Regions from separate parts of the Anser cygnoides genome. Here region 2 is linked to region 1. A link is a contact called in public Hi-C data. All regions are on one chromosome and are shown on one strand. Each heading gives the region's core, a stretch centred on a gene start, on an enhancer-like site or on the middle of the called end of the contact. The rest is flanking DNA. Distances are from core to core; before and after follow the strand shown. Region 1 overlaps RAD51B (RAD51 paralog B). Region 2 holds the start of ZFP36L1 (ZFP36 ring finger protein like 1).

Region 1 (3,667 bases), core at 306-2,805:
CACATGCACACACACAAATCTTTACATCTGTTTGGAGCAAGGAGGAACGATGGGAAATATATGTGAAAAACACAAGCACATATGGGCACACAACTGTGCATCAGGTATAGACAGGGAGAGGGCTGTCTGTAGGATATGCTCTCTTAAAGCATCCATTCGTGCCATAGGACTATTTTTGATCTATAGGTTCAAATGCTAGGAATATATGGATAAGGTGAATACATCTGTGTAAGACAGGATTAAACCATAAACTTATTCCCATCCTGAATTTTGCAAATGCTCCCTGTGTACTGACTAAGTGTACAAAATGCTTCCCAGTAATGCACTGTCTTTGTGATGCAACTGAAGGGAGGAAAACAAACCTCTGTCTGCCTAGATAACCATCTTTTTCCAAAGCAACTCCAAGTCTGTGTCTGTGCTAGGCACACTCCTTCAGCAATGACAACAAAGCGTACATGGCATGGACAAAAATTATACTGGTAGCTCTGTATTTAAAGCCAATAAGCAAAAGTACCTACCTTATGTGAAATGAGCTGTGCTAATGAAAGTGCGTTTCTATGAATATGCGAATGCATGAAACAAGACACCCACCAGTATCACTGCTGCTGGCTGATCAGCTCGGCTGCACTTGCAGCTCTCCTCTCCTGCTTGCTCATGCAGGCAGGGCTCGGGGCCAGCATCCCGCCCCACCTCCAGGCCATCCCTTGCCCAGGCCAGAGGGCCACCAACACCCAGGCCGGGATAAGCTGGTGTCACCCGCATAAGCTGCTGTCACTGCTGAAAGAAGCCCGAGAGGATCGCTCCCAGTGCCAGCACTGGTGTGCCCTCAGAGTGAACTGGAGTGGGGAACAGAGCTGGGTTAAAAAAATAGAGACAGCTTCCTTTTTGTAGCTGTTGGTCAGCTGTAGTCCAGCTGCGTTCCCCGATGCTCTGCTCTGTGACTGCACAGGCGGGAGATCGGGGCTGGAAGCGAGCAGTGGGGAACACAGGCGGCTCCCTGGGAAGCCGGTGCTGGCTCACAGAGCCCAGGGACAGTGCCAGGAGTGCCTGGGGGCCCATCGCCCACCCCGCCAGCACAGAGCACACACGGAGGAAAAGCAGAGCCCAAAGGCTTCGCGATTCTGGTTACATGCTCCCTCCGTGTACACTACAGCTCCGTGTGCATCTGTGCCTGTCCCCTGCCCCGTGTCAAGTGGAGAGGATGTGAAAGAAACCCCGGTGTGGTTGCAACCTTCACCTCCAGTACGTGGAAAAACAAACACAGCCATTCTCTGTTTGTTGATTTAGTGCAGGGTGCTCCTTCCATTACAAAACCATTTCCCTGCAGGCAACAGGCTCAAACCTATTTGCTTATTACTCTGCAAAAGAAAATGAGGGTTTCAGGATAGGTGCAATCTTCCAGCATCTCATCTGTTGATAGAGAGATTGAAAGGCAAGAGCCATCCCAAGTGCCTCTCAGCAAAAGTGGTATGTTTCCTTGCTGCTTTTCATGCTTCCTAGCTCAGAAACACATGCCACAAATTTATGTTTCTCTTTCTCCTCTCCTTTAAATATAAATCTTAGTATGTGAGAGCTTTGTGCTTAGAAAGTTAAGCATGTGCTTCATCACAGATATTGATGTAGACACGGCTCCGAGCACCAAAAGCCTTATCCAGAGCCACGATTCGCGGAGCACCACCCTCCTGCCCACAGCTGTACTTGTCAAACCCCCGGCATGGGCACTTCTGTTGGCTGAGGGCTGTGTCCTCTCTCCTTTAGGACAGCGCAAACACCATGCCCACTTTTTGATCTGGCACGGCAGAGCTGGGCTCCGGCTGTGAGACACGTCCTTGCGAGAAGCGAACGCATAGGAAACATTCACACGAGTCTCTCCTGGTCTATTTGTATTTATGAGGTGCACCCGGCGGCAGTTCCTGTTGCTGGCTGGGACAGGACTGGATGAGCACTGCAAGAAGAGCAGCGAAGTTTACCTAGAGCTGGCACAAGTTTTGGCACTCAGCTAAATTAGCTGTTTCTACTTGAAGCCAGAGACCTCTCTTTTTGCCAAACCCACCCCCCTGCATAATTAAAATACTCTCAGCACCTTTTTTGTCAGATAAAATCACATCTCCTACAGCTGGTCTCTGAGATGGCCAAAATCATCACTCTTCTGGCTGGTCTTTTGGCTGGCTGGCACTTTAGCCTTCTCCCAAATCCAGACCAACAGCATTAAAATGGAATGAATGCATGAGGGGGGATGCATACAACACACAATGTCAAAGGAAAAGCAGATCAAAGAGAGCTGCTGGTGTTGGATATGAGGTCAACCTGAGTACCAAAGCAAGACCTCAGTGTCACTTTCAGCCCTGTCTGAATATGCACACGTGAGACTAGCCTGACCATGTTAAGGCCCGACTTCCCATAGGTATGTTTCCCAGAGCCTTGCTCAGCACGGCAGTGCAGCTCTGCATATTGAATAGGGATGGCGAGTAGTCCCTACACGTGCTGGCTGGGATACCACAACACCAGCAATAACTAGGGTAGATTGAGAGGATAACAGTAAAAATTAAAAAAAAAAAAAAGACACAACGAAAATTTCTGATTCTGGAAACGGGGATTTCATTGCCTCCCTTCTCCCCTGCAGTTCAGCTCAGCAGTGTGTGTATGCTAAGTAACGGGTTAATTCCCATCTCAGTGACTCACTCCTAAGTTCTTCAGAGCAGGATTCAGTATTGTAGTGTCAGCGGCTGCGGCAAGAGCTGTTTAGACGTCCCTGCACGTAAGGAAGAGCAGGGCGCTGGTTCTGGGCAGCAGTACTGGGAACGTCATAGTTGTTTAGCGTTCGCTGCATATCTTCCTAAAAAGTCAATGTGCATCACTACGGCTCTGCAGGCTGTCTGAGCATTACGGCGCAGTTTGCTCAGCTTTTATTTTAGCGCACGAAGGGAATTGTCCTGTGAAAGGGTACCTTCTTTTTCAGGTTTAACGGCAGACTGTGTCACTGTAATTTGATTTTAAATTATCTACTGTTGAGGCTTTCACAAGTGAATCCAACACACATGCATTTGCTCCGTAACAAATTTGACTGTCTGGAGAAACAAAGGTTGATAATTAAGCTAACAGTGGATTATCAGGATGGGGCCTAGGCATGGCCTAAAACCTCAACAAGTCGGTGCCTTAATTTCTGGATACTTATCAAAAGCAAACCTTCTACCTGATGCAGCTTGCCCGTTCTGGATGATCTGGCTCCGTAAGTCCCCGGGCAGGCTGATGGGCTTTACCGCGGGAAGTCGGCACCTCCTTACGCGACGGAGGAATGCTGAACAAGCAGACACCACTCCGGGGTAATCAGCCATGCCAAATCAAATGCATAATTCAGCTAGATTATGGCTAAATCTGGGAGATACATTTCTCTCCAGCTGATGCATGAGATCCCAGCGCCTTTTGTAGTCTGAAATACTGTTAATTAATATTTATCAGATGTAAAATGTGACACCAGCTACTTCATATAGTATGCCTTGAAGCATTGTATTATTATTCTTTTTTAAGCACATGTTACAGCCAGGGAGACCAAGGCAGATGAGCACAAGTGTCAGCAGCAGCAAATAGCACTGAGCTGGGAGCCAGTTTTCAAAATCCACCCAGGATTTAAAATGGTCTATCTGCGGTGTAATGCACAGGAGGCAGG
Region 2 (3,667 bases), core at 672-3,171, 44 kb after region 1:
TACAGTCACAGTGAAAGCGTTAAAAGGCACTAATTTTGTAAACGTTATTGCTTTTCATCGTAAATTTGGCACTTAAGGTTTAAGCCAGTGGGTCTACGACAGGCAGGTGGACACGTTAACATCCAGCTCCAACTATGGGGTGGGGGGAGTTCAGCTTAAAATCGTAATAGAGGTGGGGGGGAGCAAGAGGAAACCCCAGATTAGTCGTCGGAGATGGAGAGTCTGCTGAAGATGGGAAGACGTCTTGAGGTGTCCAGGATAGGGGAATCTGAGCCGCTGTGGCTGCTGCTGGAGCTGCTCAGATAGCCCTCCTGGTCAGAGAGGGAGTCCTGAGGACTGGGCGGCGAGTCAAACAAGTTGGGGGACTCGGACATGGGCCTGAACAAGAACGTGGTGGGGGAGCTCCCGCTGGGCACCTGCACCCCCATGCTGGGGGCGAAGAGACTGACCAGCTCCTGGCTGGAGAAGGTGAAGGGGTTGCTGGCGCAGTCAGGCAGGGTGGGGGAGCCCAGCAGGTCGTCGGCGCTCAGCATGGGCGGCGGGGTGATGGAAGTGGGGCTGTCCAGCAGCCCGCTGGCAGCAGTGCTGGGGAAGCCGGCGAAGCTGAAGCTGTGCTGAAGGCGGGGTCTGTCAGTGACGGCGGGCTCCCGGCCGCCCGCCACGGCGCGGCGCTCCTCGGCGTTGTGGATGAAGTGGCAGCGCGGCCCGTAAGGGCAGAAGCCGATGGTGTGGAAGGTGCGGCAGAGCTCGGTCTTGTACTTGGGGTGGCGGGTGAGGCTGCGCAGCTCGTGGATGCCGTGGGCGAACTGGCACTTGTCGCCGTACTTGCAGGCGCCGTTCTCCTCGAAGGGGCGGCACAGCTCCGTCTTGTAGCGGCTGGAGTTGACCTGGCCCCCGGGCTGCTTCTGCTGCAGCAGGCGCTCGCCGCCCTCTGAGAAGGAGCGGTCCCGAAAGCGGCTTTCCCGGGGGCCCAGCATGGGCGCGGGCTCCCCTTTCAGGCTGCTGAGGAGCTGGTTCTGGTGGAACTTGGAGTTGGGCAGGGTGACAGAGTGCCTCCTAGGGAAACCCCCGCCGGCCGGGGTGCCCACCGCCTTCCTGTCCAGCAGGCACCCGCTGACACCCGAGGGGCTGTAGTTCAGCATCTTGTTGCTCTGCGGGCAGAAAGCAAGCACCGGTCACTGCCACCGCCTCCTCCGCAACTCTCCCCGGACGGGAGGGCGACGCCGGGAGCCCTCGGAGGGCTCAGCCTCGGCGGCACGGCTCGGCACGGCTCGGCACAGCCCCCCCGCGCGTCCCACCCGTCTGCTGCGAGCAAAGCAAGCCCCGAGCCGCCCCTACGACCACCGGGGCGGCTGCTGCGGGAAGAGCCCCCCGGGGGGAAGGCGCCGGGGGCTCGGGCTGCGCCCAGCCCCGCTCCCCGCTCCCCGCCCGGGCGCGCTGCAGCGGGCGGCGGCAGGAGCACGGCCCCCGCCCGGCGCCGCCGACCGGCCCCGGCCCTGCCCGGCCCCGAAGGCGGGGAGCGGGGCCCGGGCTGAGCCGAGCGGGGCGCCCCGCCCGGCCGCCCAAGTTGCTCGCGGCCGGAGAAGGGGGAGGGGGGAAGGAAAAAGAAAAAAGGGATAAAAAGTAAAGGAAAAAAAAAAGCGCAGAGAGCCCCTGCAGGCGCCAACCCGAAGCTGCCAGCCGGCGCGGTTACCTTGCATAAAACTTCGCTCAGGTCGAAGATGGTGGGCGACACCAGGGCTGTGGACATCTTCGGCGAGCGAGGGGGGAAGCGGCAGGCGCGGCGGCAGGCAAGTGGAAGGAGTCGCGGTGTGGGTAAGGCGCAGCCTCCAGCTCGCAGCCTCCAGCGCGCTGCCTCCCCCCGCTGCTGCTAGCGCTGCCTCCGCTGCCGCCACCAGCCCGCCGCGCCCGCTCGCCGCTTCCAGCGGGCTGGGGGAAAAAGCTCAACTTATAAAGTTTCGGACTTACCCCGGGAGGAGGAGCCGGCGGCGGGAGGAAGGGGAGGAGGAGGAGGAGGACAGGGTGATTGACACCGCGACTGAATCACCCGGGCGGGCGGGCCCAGAAAAAAACTTTTCGGGAGGAAGAAGCGAGGGGGAGGGGAGGAGGGGAGGGGAAAAAAAAAAAAAAAAAAGAAAGAAAAGGAAAAAAAAAAAAAAAAAAGCGCGTCCCTTCCAGAACAGCCCCTGCGGGCAGCGCTCCCCTCCCCGCCCCGGACGCGGGAGGCGGCTGTGCGCGCGCCCGCGTGTGTGTGCGCGTGCCCGCGAGTGTGTGTGTGTGTGTGTGTGTGTGTGTGTGTGTGTGTGTGTGTGTGTGTGTGTGTGTGCGCGCGCGCGCGTGCAACGCGCGGCCCCGCGCAAAAGTGGCGCAAGTCCCGCGGCGCCGCGCGGCGCCCGCCCCTGGAGCGGGGGGTGGCGGCGCGGGGCCCCCCCGGCGGCGCGGCGGTGCCGGCTGGCTTTGTGTAGCTCGCTCCGCCGCCCCCGGGCCGCGCTGCCGCTTCTCCCGGTTTTATTGCAAGCCGGCAGGCGCTGCGGCGGGAAGGAGCTCGCAGCCGCGCTCGTGGAAGTTGCTAAAAGACGGTTTTAAAAGGGTGTTTGATACGTTTCTGCCTCTTCTCCCCGTATGCTCTCCTGCCAGTCCCCTCTGAGTTGTAAAACTGAAAAAAGAATGCGTCTCTGAGCAAGTAATCTGTTCCAGATTTCAGTAGGCACAGTGTGATTCATACCGATATTGATATGGCGGGGGGGGGGGGGGGAGGACGGGGCAGTTTCGGTGTAAAAAAACCAAAACGTCTCTAGGCTTCCTGATACCAGGGTGCCTCAGCGGCACGGCGGCTGCCCTCCAGGGCGGGCGAGGGGCCGGGGGGGCGAGGGGCCCCTTGCCGGGGTCCCCTTGGCGAGGGTCCCTCCCAGCCCCCGCAGGGACCCAGCAGGGCGCGAAGCCGAGCGGGCAGCGCCTTGAGAACTTGAAGCAACTCAGCCGCTTCCTCCGCTGTTTGCTTTAGAGTCTCAGGAGCCGGACTTTGAACTGGCGGCTGAGCTTTTTCCCCTCCTTTGCTCTTCGAGAACGGCCAAAACAACCAAGGAGAGGAACGCCCACGGGCTCCGGCTATTCCAGATTTCTTTCTTTCTTTCTTTCCTTTTTTTTTTTTTTTTTATTTACTTAGGGAGAGCAATCAGGTTCCTCGAATTTCCTTCTCTTTCTAGTTTCTTTTCTTTCGCCTTGGCCAGAAGCGAGGAGTAACCGGGGAGAGACCAGTCTATTATTTTCTGCAGTTGTTTACTGATTCTGTAGATGGTGCTTGTTCCCAGGGCTCCGAGCCTCTCTATAATTAAACCCATTTTAATTGTTAGGTTAGAAACGTCATTTCGGGGACTTTCCAAGAGTTACCGAGAAAGCCGGCCGAGATAACTATTTCACTACTGAGTTGCTCTGAGCCGTTTTTGTTTTTTTCTTTTTCTCGGCTTCCTCCCTGCTCCCTCTTGTGCTGAATTGTGCATTATTCGCTCGCCCCACGCGCGCGTATGTTTTGGAAACTTGGGGTTTGAGGTCGCGCATTTCCACGCATCGAGCAGCGAACGCCGAAGCCGAGAAGGAATTTTTTTTCCAGTGATTTAGCTTGTCAAAACCTGACTCCGTGGTGGTCTGCTTTGCATTCAGCGCGCAC

Evidence for each region. A called contact is a pair of places that touch in the nucleus more often than the background predicts.
Region 2: a contact with region 1 is called in a Hi-C map of liver, with 2.0 times the contacts expected there. The contact joins the promoter of ZFP36L1 here to the enhancer-like site in region 1. A contact is called at or near these places in 2 of 7 Hi-C or Micro-C datasets (both in liver).

Annotation. Positions count from the first base shown.
Region 1 is chr5:29,253,161-29,256,827 of Taihu_goose_T2T_genome, forward strand. All of the region lies in intron 10 of RAD51B (RAD51 paralog B), which reads left to right. Among named protein-coding and RNA genes, the nearest start is that of ZFP36L1, 44 kb to the right of the region's middle. Within about 2 kb of position 1,556, at least 2 of the 3 cell types and tissues checked have open chromatin away from gene starts, as enhancers often do. A contact at or near this core is called in liver, where this site is marked.
Region 2 is chr5:29,296,588-29,300,254 of Taihu_goose_T2T_genome, forward strand. It overlaps ZFP36L1 (ZFP36 ring finger protein like 1), which reads right to left and starts at 1,922. Exons shown (of 2, transcript XM_048065239.2): 1 at 1,694-1,922; 2 at 1-1,151. The coding sequence starts at 1,750. The coding sequence ends at 201. LOC125182930 (a long non-coding RNA gene) reads left to right here and starts at 2,100. Exons shown (of 4, transcript XR_010832052.1): 1 at 2,100-3,667.